2 separate regions of the Dromaius novaehollandiae genome follow, and region 1 is linked to region 2. The links are chromatin contacts, called in public Hi-C maps. All regions are on one chromosome and are shown on one strand. Each heading gives the region's core, a stretch centred on a gene start, on an enhancer-like site or on the middle of the called end of the contact. The rest is flanking DNA. Distances are from core to core; before and after follow the strand shown.

Region 1 (6,410 bases), core at 1,719-4,218, 170 kb after region 2:
AGAAATCCCTCTCTGAGCATACCCGAGCATGGTGAGCCTGCTTCCTGATGAACGTACCTGCGGCTGTACAGGCCTCTAATCAAATCCTAGCCACATCTATCTCTTGCCTCTGACTTAGAGGGAAGACTCTTCCTGGAGGTGTAAAGATGTAAACCACAAGTTGCATCCTGAGTCCACACTGCTGCTGGCTTCAGTACTCTGCTCCTCAACCCTATCCTTGATGAACAGCAAGAGTATTAAGGCTTTCACTCATTTACAGAACTGCCAGTGTAAGCAGGGCAGCCTTTTACATTTTTATTTAGAAGTGTTACCCATGTCTCAGCTATCCCAGACTCAGTGCAACTCCAGAGCTTCCCACTAGCTATGGATGCTATCGTAAAAGATATGAAGGGCATGGGCAGATGAGCTCTTTTTGCTCCCGAACAACTACTACTGTCTGCATTAATCAACTGCCATAATCTTCTGCCAGGGTGTCTGCTTCCATGCAGGTTTGCTTGAACCTGAAAGGAGTATTAACTGCTTTAGTTAAAATAAGCAGAAGTTCTTTGTGTCTATCCTGACGTGTCCATAGCATTACAACATCCGGAAAATAACCATGGATGTGCATTGCAGAGGCATGAAATAAACGGTGCACATTTGTGTAGCAGAGACTTTGGCAGCATGTTCACAATCACTTTTTGACACACAAATTACACATACAGTTTTATATTCTAATCCCAATATGAGTCTATCAGCAAAAAATGTTGCAAATGGAACTAGGATTTCAGAGAAAGCATGAGAAAGCTATTCTTGGAGGGTTCCTGTACTAGGGGCTTCTTTTCTCCTTTATCCTCCTAACTTCAATGTCTCTTCTTAGACTCCCTCCATCTTCACCTTTGCCAAAGACACCCTCCTCTTCATTGCTTTCTGTCCTGAGACACCCTTCTATAATACTTTCTCCAATCCCTACAGGTCTCTCCTGTCCATCTCTATACTTTTTCCCTTTCCATTCCTCTGTTCACAAAGGGACGCAGAAAGGAGCTACAATTTGGAAACACTTTAAAGGTATTGTTTTCAGCTGTACAAGTTTTGCCTTTATCAACCCCTGGGATCATCTCGTGCACATGGAATCCAGGCAATCTGAGCTCCAGGCAGGCTTCCCCTTGGTCAGACTTCAGCAAGCTCAGTTGTTCCAAGAGAGACAGTCCTAGAGTGACTAGGATACTTAGGAAACGCAGGATAAGTTTTGTGACACAAAATTCCTTTGTGACCTTGGTTAACTCCTTTAACTCTCATGTGATCTTCACACGCTCCTTTAAGCCATCTGCGTATCATGTATAAAGCAAGGATAAGGACAATCTTTACTTCTGAATGGTGCAGTGAGATGGAATTATATTGCATTTAGACTCCTTTTGGAAATCAGAGCCAAATAAACACCCTAACCTGAGTTATTACAGAAGTACTGAGATATTTACAGTGGGAGGGCAAAAAGTTGCATTTTTTAGGTGACTCTGCTGTCTTCTAAGGTACATGGAGAAATTGGCTGCATCCAAAATCTGCTCCCTGAGTGTTCATGAAAAGGGATCTGCAGGCACATGACACCAAAAGTGCCCTGGATACTGGTTTGCGATGCCTCTCCTCTGTGCATTAGCTCAAATATAACAGTCTAAAAATACTCTCCCCTTTTCTTTTCCCAAACTGATTCAAGATCTATTGCTGCTAAACCCATTCGCCTCTCCCTTTCTATTATAGGCCCTCTTAGCTTGTTTATCAACTGCTTGATTATTGTAATACATATTTCAATACACCACACTAAGCCAAAAGCAAAAGGCTTTTGCTATTAAACGCAACTTGTGTTATGAAGTCTACTGTAACACACCTAAACTTGAGGCGGGGGGGAAGGTAGCCAACCTTTCTTTGCTGTCCCTAAAGCAGGCTGTTGCCTGAAGCACACCTGAGAAACACAAAGGTCCAGGGTTTTCTAGGACCAGAAAGACTGCCCCAAAACAGCTGTTCATATATCAGGTCCTGTGAAACCTGAGCAGCCTTCAGCATGGCAATGGTTTTTGTCGGAAAGAAGCGAGCTCTGTATGACATTAAATTCTCCCAAAGCATGACTTAAAAAGCACATGGATTCAAAGCTTTTTGTTTTCTTTTTTCATGTAATAATCATGAGATGGACTTCACTGGTGTCACTGTAGCATAAGGAGATACTGAGCTTTACTTTTCAGACATTGGTCATGCACAGTTAGACTATGCAAGCTTGACTGGCAGCAATTATGACACGTGAAGCAAATACTTGCACCGTCTCCATGTGCTTCACTGCCTGCAATTAAACTGTGAAAGAAACCTTTGACATAAAGCAACCTCCTGCCGCCCCCGCAGTGCAGGCACGAAATAGCCTCATTCACCTTCCTCTGTTTTAACCCCTGCTTTCTTAACCATTGGGTCGTTTGGGGCCAGGCTGAATTTTTAGCTGCGGTTTGGCCGTTGCTGGCGGCAGGTTTCCGTGACAGGGAGCGGCGGCGACCGCGGCCGCCAATCCGGGCGCGACCAGGTCCCCCCAGGGCCAGGCCGCCAGCCGCCTACCGAGCCTTCACGGCCGGGGCTTCCCGGGGCTCGCACGCAAGGACAAGGGTGCTTGGGGGCTGTTTCTAGAAGAAAATAAAGACACTGGTATTCCTCGCGCAGTTCTGTCATACGAAGCCCGGAGGGGCCGCGAGGACCGCGCTGCTAACGGCCGCTGACGCCGAAGCCACCGCCCCCTCCCGCGGCGGCTCTGCCCCGTTACTATGCCCGATGATGCCCTTCTCCCGATTTTTCTCATTGGCCGCTCCGCCGATGACGACACCCCCAAGCGGCGCGGAGCGCGGCGGCGCAGGGAACGAGGGGCGGGAGAAGGGAAGCCTTGCGCTTCTCTGCGATTGGTTTGAGGGGAGGGGGAATTGCGGGCTCTGATTGGTGGGTGGGTCGAAGCGGGCAGCGTGATTGGTCCAGTGAGGGGGGCGGGACCGGAGAGGGCGGCACAGTGCATTGTGGGGGGCCGCGCGCGGAGCGCGGGGGGCTCATGGCGGCCATCGGCGTCCACCTGGGCGCTACTTGCGCCTGCGCCGCCGTGTACAAGGTGAGGGGCCGGGCGCGACGGGCGGGTTGGGGTCCCTGCGCCCGTGTGGCGGCAGGGCGGCTCACGGGCGGTGCCTCTCTCCTCAGGATGGCCGTGCGGACGTGGTGGCCAACGACGCCGGAGACCGGGTGACCCCCGCCGTGGTGGCGTTCTCGGAGAGTGAGGAGGTGAGGCTGGTCCGCGGCCCTGCCCCGGGGGAGGCCAGCGCCGCCCGGCGCTTACGCTCTGCTCGCTTCTCCCCCAGGTTGTTGGCTTGGCCGCGAAGCAGAGCAGGATCAGGAACATTTCCAACACTGTGGTGAAAGTGAAGCAGATCCTTGGGCGGAGGTAAGGGAGTAGGTGCGAAGCGAAAGTCGAGGAGTTTGGTTTCCCCCGTCGAAGCTGCTCAGGGAGGTGTGGTTGCAGTGCTGAAGTTGATCTGCTGAAGATATTTTATATCGTAGATAACTTTATACTTGAGCAATAGCAGTTTAGTTGACCTGGCTTTGACAGGAGTGTATGTATGTCATATTACTAAAACTCATCCTACATTGCATTACAGATGTATTTTGTATCTGAATTTGTTTCAATATTCAAATTTCAACAGGAGTTTAATAATAAATAGAACATTTGCTTTTGATAGGTACTTAGGTTCCTTACCTAAAAACTCATATTTTTTAGCTGAACATCTTACTAAAGATAAAATCAGTTCTGGCTTAGTTCATCTAAAAACTTGAATTGCTTATTATGACAATGATGAAATGCATTGATGAAATGCCTCCTGTTATTCTGCAGTTAGTGGACCTGTGATGATTTGCGGTGACAACTACAATGATTTTAAAACTAAACTTGCTGGTTTAGGTCTGACGTGAGAGATTCCACAAAACATTTCAGTGATAATTTAGTTGTATGTTGCAGCTCTTTAAGTGAAATGAGTTGACAAGAAGCTGTCTGTTCTGATGTTTTTCTTAGCATTTTTTTCAGAGCCATATCTTTCTGTAGTCAATCAGAGTTTAAAGATGGTTAGCTTATTGCTGCCATGTTGTTTCAGTCAATGCAATAAAAGTGACACTAAAATCTTTCATAACTGATTATTGAGGGTAACATTAGGTTAAAACAGATTTTTTTTTTTCCTTTTAATGTTACGTGCTGTTTATTCTAACTTTCAGAAATTTGCTTCTTTCTTAGTTTGGGGGAGGAGATTGAAGGATACCAATGGTCAGAACCATTTTTTTTCCCTCTGATACAGATATATCCATAGGGAGAACAGGAATTCTGGCTGAAGTGTAGTTTTATATACTATAGAACTTACTGAGAACATCAGCAAGATGAATTTTTCATATTTATCTATAATTATATTGAATTATTTATATGATTTATTCTGCTGTTCTGAATTTGTCTTGATAGCTCTGGTGACCCACAAGCTGAAAAATATATTACAGAAAGCAAGTGTTCAGTAAGTATGATCTAATGTTTGTTGTTGTTCTCAGAATAACTTGTATCACTTTCTAGTATTTTTTATTGCATTGTTTGTGTCACACCGTGCTTGTGTTTTTTAGCGATCAGCTCCCATTATATGAGGTGTGTATGATGTTACGTAGAACGTGTTTCTCTTTTCACAAGGTGGAGGCTTCACCATGTCCTGAAATCTGCCATCGTAATATAGTCCAACAGAAAAATTACATATGTCTCTGGGCCATTCTTAAAAGGGATGATTCTTTAATATATTCAGATAATAGCATTGTTGTGTTTCTTAGTGCTGGTAGAAGTTACTCAGGGTAGGGCATTTTGTGTTCGCAAATGGTTAACCCCTTGACTTAATCACATTATTTGGCTAATACTGTGCTTGTTACTGGAAACTTTGTGGCAAAGCGAGAGAAAAATTACCTTAAATCATACAAAACTCGCTCTTTACCTCACATGCTTTTGAGTATGTGAGCACCACTTAGGAAGTTGTAACCAGGTTTTGACTCGTCGCTAAGGGAGGAATGAGTTTTTTCACTAGTCTTTGACTCTTCGTATTGGTAGGCTTATGTGGATAACCATTACTGAATATAAGCAAGCAAACACTCTTGCTCTGAAATTTACTTTTGTACTAAGGAAAACCCTTTAATTGTGAAAGGAGGTCTGGAGCCTTTAAGTCCGTATCAGTGTCACTATCCTATTGGTTAATACAAGGTTTCTTGGTGAGCTGTCTTTGATAAATATTTTAGAAGTGTTTATTCCCTTACAGCAGAATACTAGCATAGAGAGTATTTACAAAGTCCAATGTTTTTGACTTCGAACGGAAATCGAATTAAACATTGTTTTTCAATAATAACCAAATTATATGTCTTATGAATATGTGTTGGTTTTGCTTACAGATAATTGAGAAGAATGGAAAACTTCACTATGAAATAGATAATAAACTTATTAATCCAGAAGATGTTGCGAAACTCATTTTCAGTAAAATGAAAGGTATATAATAAGTAAAATCATAAGATATTTTAATTTAAGCTGTCCTCATATTTTTGAGATGTGGTGTGTTGGTTTTTTGCTTTTAATCAACATGTTCTGCCTATGTTTATAAACAGAAACTGCTCAGTCTGCATTGGGTTCAGATGTAAATGACGTTGTTATCACTGTACCATTTGATTTTGGAGAGAATCAGAAAAATGCCCTTGGGTAAGAGGATTAAGATTTTTCTGTTATTTAATGTGCCTAAAGCAGACCGGCTGGCAGATCAGCAGGAGACTTCTCATTGCTGGACTTCAGCTTTTAGCCATCAGTTGAGAATTTGGAATGCTAGTCTGAATAGCGAAAATGCAATAATTGGAAATAAAATCCTAACTTTAGTAACTTTTTGTGGTATTCACTTTGTCATAACCAGTGAAATTCTGAATCAGTTTAAGTGGGAGGGAGTTTTGATAACATCAAGGACAGAATTTCATTTCAGAAGTGTTATCTCTAATGGCTCTTCAGTGTGCTCTTAGAATAATGTGTACAGTTTGTCTCTGTGTCTTCCTCAGTGATTTTTCCACGTCTTTACACAGCAAAACTCACCAACCCAAGTGGCATTACATAATATTGTTGAGGACTGTTTTTGTCACAGAGCTGATGCTGAATATGTACAAAGACAAAAATCCTGTTATTGGAGATATGGTTTCTTGGCCAAGTTTAAGAGAGCCTGGCAGGGCAGTATAGGATATCTCATGCTACTGTTGCTTCTGCTCTTAGTGTGCTCCATGGATGTCAGTCATACTCTTTTCAGCAAAAATGACTTAAGTAAAATAAAGTTCTGCTTGGAAATGCAGCTGTAAAATTTTCTGCACGTGAAAAGATGAGCAGA
Region 2 (7,205 bases), core at 4,217-6,716:
TGTTTATGTGGCCTCAACCACAATATAAGTTCTCTTCTTTATATATATAGCTTTGGATTACACAAAACTATTCTTCCCGTATGCTGTTGTCAGGGGCCAGAAGGGCTCAGGAAAAGGGCTTTTGAGCAGATCTCGTGATCCAGGGCTGAAAAGCCACCATAAATAATTGCAGGGCGCCCACACCAGACCCAGGGTAGCATAACTGCTGTTTTTCACTCTCTCTGTGGAAGCAGGAATCTCAGTCTACAACACTTTACAATCCGGTCTGCAATAACAGACACATTTTACCCAGCACAAAGAGATCATCCATAGTCTGCACTTGAGGCTCAGACCACAGGGCAGGGAGAACTGATGCCCTTGCTTTAGATTTTTGTCCGCTGCACTTCTGCAGACGCGTTTTGCGTTGGACGGGCAGTTGCTGAATGCTAGCTAACTTTCAGGCCAGGACACAGCCCTGGGCACGCATTTTTCACCTCTGGTCAAGCAATTCTCCCACTTCCATGGCCTCTGTATTCATTTAATCTGCACCTAGGGCTTCCCTAGGACATGAGGAGGCATGCTTCTCGCTGCCACAGACCTGGATGAAGGTCAGCAGGCGTCCCTGAGGACACCACTTTCTGCCTTTCTGTGTGCCAACGCTAGTGAGGGGCTGGTCATGCCTTACGCGCCCTCCCGACACTTTGAGCAATGTGCACTGACACCAGTGCGGACATGCCCATCTCTAAGGGTCCCCAGGGGTTTGAAGTCTCCTGGTGGAGCAGACAACCTCTGAAGTGTGAGCTGACAAGGCTTACGCTCTGCATGAGGCCAACACACTTTACTCACATCTCACGCTAAAAAAAAGAAATTTATGCTTAAGAATATGTGCATGTGCTTTGGTAACAGGTGTCCTGTCTGCTCTCCTGCCTCAAAGTCCTTTGGGAAAGGGTGTCCAAGGAGGAAGCAAGAGGGAGGCGAGAGAAGACGCGGCCAGGGCGCTGTGGGGCTGCCTTCCTCTGCGGGGCACATCTCCCTGTTGTTGCCAGATGGCGAAGGCTTGAGGAGAAAGCGAGTGTTTTCGCACATAGGGAGGCGATTTTGATGAAGGCAGGGAAGTGTGGCAGGGTCTGGCCAATTTGGCCCAGCTTCTGCTCGTTGTTATAGCAACAGGAGGAGCCTGCTGGCAGCCAGGAGGATGGAGGATGGGGAAGGGGGAAGATTTTTAGAAAGCAAAGGAGGGATTTGGAATGAGTAAAGAGAGAGAAAAGTTGAAAGCCTGGAGATGAGGACAGACACTGTGCAAGGATGAGCAGGACCACCTGCAGGAAAAGGGCAGGAGGACAGGGGACATTGTGCACATTGCTTAGGTTGTAGCACTACGAAAATCATCTACAGTGATCCAAGAGGACAACAGGGTGCTAGGCACTGTCACTTAGGATAAAGGACCCGCCCCTGGAGATGCGTTTCACCAGCGCAACCTGGACACATTTGAGCTTATTATGCCTCCAGAGCATCCTGATAACACCTTGGATCTCTCCAGCGATCACCCAGGCAGGATGGTCCTGGAGAGTCCACAAGGGCCACCGCAGACCTCTCTGTGAAAAACTCGCCCCTCTGTCCCAGCAGAATTCAAAGAGAGACAGGGTATTTTAATAAAAACCAGGAGACCAAAAACCTCTGTGAGTCTAGGCTCCCAAATCATTGAAATCTTGAAGTTTAGTCACAGCTTTTTAGCATGATGTCTTAGCGCAATGGAACAGTAGTGATCATCACATAAATAATGAAAAGAACACGGGACCGATCTCACATTTCCCCAGGAAGGTACCAGATTGTAATACAGTAAGACTCAAGTGCTCAGCACTGATGCATTTTACGAGAAAGATTTTGGGAGTGTCTGCAGAGGGCTGCCCCCAAGGTCCCAGGCGATCCTTGCCCTGCGACGTACCCGCTCAGCACCGCTCACCCCAGGAGATGGCAGCAGCGTGTGCGAGTTGAGCCGCAGCGCCGGAAAATGTGTGAAAATCAGGAATCGAGGCGCACAGGTATTCATCGTGTCTCAACAGTCCCTGGAAACAGCCGCTCTCGATTCTAGTGTACGAGAGGCAAATAATCTGGATGGTAAATAATTCAGAGAGTCTTCTTATTGCTTTAAACAGGACAATTGGAATTTGCCACGGGATTGCTTCTCTACGTGTTTTGGGCTTATTACTAAACACACAACACATTTCCTAAATCCACCTTCTCATCCCCATCAGGCTTTTATCACTATGACCCTCCCTTCCTTCTAAGTGGGGCTCTGAGACAAAGCTCAGATACAGCTATACTAGTTGCTCATTTATGCTGTCAGACATCCAGTCTCCTGGGCCTAATGCTACTGTTGGCTGCCCAGGCTCATTTTACACTCTCAGGTTTTTTTTCTCCTCCTTTTTTTCAGTCCTATTTGCTATTTCCCCCTGCATATAGAATATTTTTTGATTCCATTCCCCACACCAACACGTGGAGGGTCAGGCTGGGTTCCCTTCATCCTGAAAGTCAGTGTGGTTGTCAGCCTCAAACACCCAGTTTATGCACCAATCCAAGAATTTGTAACTAATTAAATGCCTTTCATTACAAACCAGCCCTGGGAAATAATCCAAGGGAAGGGAGGCCTGAGTAGGCAACAAAAGTTTGGGGTGAAAGGAAACAATAGAAGAGGAATCAAAAGCACAATGAGGCTTCAGGGAAAGAAAAAACAAGACATATGATACATTAGATTTGAACACAGGAACACATGATGTCATGCACAGGGCTGTAGGCCGTACTCACCTTCAAGGGAGACTTGCTGCTTAATCTTGGATAAGGAGATGAACTTGGTCAGGGTCTCACCTTCCCCCACTGTCCAGTCCTCCTTTTATCACCTCCTTTCTCCTCCCCTCCCCAAACAGCAGGGATTCCTACTCTTGAGCATCAGGATTTAGCAGGTCTTCCCCCTGAGGGGACTTTAAAGCTGTCAGTAGTTTGCTATTCACCTCCAGTCGTGGGGATTAGGAAGACTACCTGACAACTACGTAGCCAACAGAGTTCTTGGCGAAGGAGGAACTCCCTTGGTGCAGGAGGAACTCCCTTGGCGCAAGGAAACGACAAAAATACAAGAGCTCTGTTGTGAAGAGAACTTACTCCCTGATATTTAATGAGTTAACTCTAAATATATCCCAAATGGGAGGAAATTTTCCCTAATGAACCAATAGTCTTGAAATGTAGGGGGCACGTGACTAAGAATAGCACATTTTCCAAAGCCACCCTTTCCAACAGAACCTCAGTTCAACTTTTTACAATGGGATCCTAAAATACAACCCAGCACGGAGGACAACTCACCTAAACTACTAGCCAAGAAACTGATTGAAGACAAATGCTGAAGTTATACATTGAGGAAAGTTACTCATTACAATCCATGACTGTTCTGTGAGGAAAGGCCTCCCAGGTTTGACAGCGTAAGTTTGAAGAAAGTCTCTCTTTTTCTTCTGTTAGTGATGAAAGCAAATTCCTGTTCAGCTTTTCATTGGAGCATCTTTTAGGCTTCATTTACCAAAAAAGAGTTCAAAAGAAGATATCCTACCGGACTCAACAGGAAAAGCCCCCACACCACAAAACAAAGCGATCCCCCTTTTCAGAAAGAAAAGTTCAGATGTGCCGACAGGTGGATTCGGCTTTCACGAGGGAGAGCTCTGCAGGCCGCTTCCTTTGCCTTTTCATACCGTGTGATACAAGCTTCAAATGAACCCTGCTAAGGGGCTTAGGCTTGCTGGGCACTCTTTAATTTTCAAGCACAATGAAGCAGACTTGGCATTTCAATTGCATTATGAAAGATTTGTTTCTGAGCAGCTGAAGAGGGGGAAAGTAGTACAAATTTCTTCCCACCTAATCAGTCTGAAGTTTCCCTGTGCCAGCTTCAATATGTATTAAATTGCTTATGCCATCAACTGGAGAGATTAGGCTTGGGATATATAATAGAAGTTAATTCAGAAAATTATTATTCTGATAATTATTACTACAGCTATAGTGAGAGCCCTGCAGGTCCCTTCCCACTAGCCCTTTGTACAGGCCACCTATTCCAACAGCATTTCGGGATCAGCTAGGATTAGGACTCCACTGCTCTAAGCAAGCACTAGAGCCTGTACAAACAGCTGGGAAGTGCAATGGAAAGGGAGGGATCATTATCTCTATTTAGGAAGCACCAAGAGATTTAAGGCCATATCTACTAAGGTATTTGGGTGCCTAATCATTATTAAGTTGCAAAATTCTGTGAAAAAAATTAATGGGTAGCATTATAAAAATGGGAAAAATTAATAGGTGGCATTCAAATCATCCAGCTTCAGAGTCCTACAGCATAGATGATGTTCCCGCTGAGTTATGCATGCAGGTTCCCTTATAATCGAAGGAAAGGAAAGGACCTGCAGTCCAGAGGGTTGGCTTCTCTGCACTGATGTAAATGAAATCCAGATGGTTAGCTCAAAGGTACCCATCTGATGTTCAGCGCGATGAACCCCTAGGTACCCAGTCAAAGAGGAATAGAAATAGTCTCTAGGTAAATTCAGAGAGGCAATGGAGGCAGCAAGTGCCAGTGTGAGGGACTGAATGAAGCCTTTAACAAGGTCTAAAGCAATTCAAAAAATGGGCCATGAAAGATGAGCACAGGAGTGGAAATCAGGAGATCTGTGTTCTGTTACCATCGCTAAATACGTCCTCTGGGCCACAGTTTCCATCGCCTCCACCAAGGAGAGGCATCATTAATATTTACAAGAGCACTGCAGAACTTTGCCCTGTCAGGTGAAAGATTTCAAGTGCTATGAAAATAGTTGAAAGTGCAGGTGGTAGGGGAAAGATACCTCGTCTTTCTGCTTCGCCAGATCTCATCCACTTTGAACTTTCTTCCCATTGGTATGTGCTGAGAATCAAACTTGCCCTCCCATTCTTCACCCTACAGATATGAGTACTGATCCTATGGAAACCGCAATAGGGAAGTCATTTCCTATCCAGCCACCTTACTCAGTTCATTACTGCAGTGCAAATGACAACCCAAGTCTAATCAAGCAATTTTAAATTATGAATGACAATTTATGGCCCCTGTAACAGTGGCCAAGGTACTTCTTTCCACAAAGCTATGGCATGACACAACCAACTCGCATACGGCCAGGGGAGCACAAACAGAGCCCCCATCGTGAGGATCCCTCCATGGCAGACCTGTGCTTGCAAAAGCCACATGACAAAATGTATTAGCTCAGTGCAATCCAAAAAAGCATACAAAAGGAAGATCATCTTTTTGCTGGACTTGCTACAAAAGCAGATCAAACACCCTCCACTCTGTTTTCTTTCTGGAGCTGGAGTGAAATATCAAAGGATAATTCAAAACACATTTGGACATGCTTGAGGTAAGACAGCACAGGGCAATATCTTCAACAGGCCACAGAAACCTATCCCTTATTAACTCTCTATTCTTTCTTACCTCCCCCACATCTGACAGCTCCTGGAGCAGGTCCAGCATCATTGCATCAGCAGTACTGTCAGGATCCATTCCACATGCTGAGCTGTTTCTGAAGGAAAAAGCATTTCCTGACATCTGTTCTGAATTCACTGCTCCTCTCCTCCTCCCCCACTTCATTTCACCCTAGCACTTCTGTCTCTCCTTCCATCAACTCCTGTCCCTGGCTGACCAGGGCTCATCATTAATATCTAAGCATTTTCAGAAAGAATTCATCTCTCTCACCTCTTCCTGCCCTATTCCCCCTATCGCTAGTTCTCTCAGTTTGCTGTTAACATAGGATTTTGCTCTTGGTTCAATTTTGTAAGGCATGGAACAATATGACCCTAACCCAACAAACCATATGAGCGTGTACTTGCTTTTACACATCCAGGTTTCCCTACTAGAACCACAGGCCTGCTAAACTAAAAGCCTTTGTAGGACTGAAGCATTTCTACTAAAGTCCTTTGTAGGACTGAACCCAGGACCAGGCTCATTGCTATTTTCTCACTGCCTTTTTTGAATGGAGTTGTTGTAGTGCTGGTGATTCCAAGGGTGAATTTTGCCTCGTGCATTTTAATAAAGTTAGCAGAACAGGGAATGATTTCCACAATTATTTAATCCCATTACATGTTTTCCTCACGCTGCCTTACCTTGCATTAGCTAAACAGCTACACAGTCCTTCTAAAAATTTTCTGTGACAAGAATATTCAAGTGATAATAGAAACTTTTTTCTGCATCTTTAAAAACGATTTGCCAATAATTTTGCACACACAAACACAGGTGAAGTTTTAAAGAACGAAGAGTCACTGTGATCTTGATACTTCCCCCGCACTGCAGAATTTTAAATAACCTGGATATCTCACTGCAGTCTCCAGGGTTTTGACTTCAGCAGGACATGACAGACACCACTGCATATTCCAAGCATGTAGTAGATTTTATTAAGCATAACTTTGGTTCTAAGTACTCCACCCTCATTTTTGTAATACCTTTAGTTAAAAACAATTATACAAGAGCAAATACAAAAAATATTAAATTATGAAAACAAATCCATTAAGGCTCCCTTTTTATATTTATATATATTTATATATGTACACTCACAAATGCAGATATTAACAGAAGGTTAAAGTCACAAAGAGTCTAAAAATTTACTACTATACTATCAAAAGCAAGAGAGTTTTAAAAAAGTACTGCCTTATTAAGAAGCAAAAGTGGTAAAAGTGAGCCATTTTTAAATCAGAAAGATTTCTCGCTGAAGTATTTGCAGGATTGCTTCAAAATTCATATAGCTAAAGAACAGATCAACAATTGCTTGCTTTCGCTGGCAAGCAGTTTCTTACTTGAGCAGCCGCACAGGACACTTGTGGTGTGACTAGCTGACCACCCATTTAAGGGTTGCACATTCTAGCCCAATCCTGATTTTAAAGACAAGCTTTTGCCTGTCAAATCAACACAAAGGTGATGTGGATTCCTAGCCTAAAAGATCAGCAGAAAAGGTGCTCTAACAAACACGATGTCCTATTCGTATAGAGAATTGCAACTGGAAACAAAAATCTACTTCACACTGTATGTACAAGGGTGTTTTCTGGCTTCCTGTGTTTCAGAGGGAGAAACTCTACCCTGAATCACAAGCCAATATGAAGAGAAAGCAGAAAGCATTCATCATTAAAGGGCCCAATCCAACACTCACTGAAGTCAAAGAGCAGTGCCCCCCAGCACAGACGCTGCT

Evidence for each region. Hi-C and Micro-C count contacts between places; a contact is called where the count stands out from the background.
Region 1: a Hi-C map of brain shows a contact between it and region 2, with 4 times the contacts expected there. The contact joins the promoter of HSPA14 here to the enhancer-like site in region 2. A contact is called at or near these places in 3 of 4 Hi-C or Micro-C datasets (brain, liver and ovary).

The regions. Positions count from the first base shown.
Region 1 is chr1:4,836,181-4,842,590 of bDroNov1.hap1, forward strand. HSPA14 (heat shock protein family A (Hsp70) member 14) reads left to right here and starts at 2,969. Exons shown (of 14, transcript XM_026119352.2): 1 at 2,969-3,103; 2 at 3,190-3,270; 3 at 3,348-3,430; 4 at 4,490-4,538; 5 at 5,446-5,539; 6 at 5,656-5,746. The coding sequence starts at 3,047.
Region 2 is chr1:4,667,950-4,675,154 of bDroNov1.hap1, forward strand. It overlaps FAM107B (family with sequence similarity 107 member B), which reads right to left. Exons shown (of 6, transcript XM_064504798.1): 6 at 6,395-7,205. Among named protein-coding and RNA genes, the nearest start is that of FAM107B, 64 kb to the right of the region's middle. Within about 2 kb of position 5,467, at least 1 of the 2 cell types and tissues checked has open chromatin away from gene starts, as enhancers often do.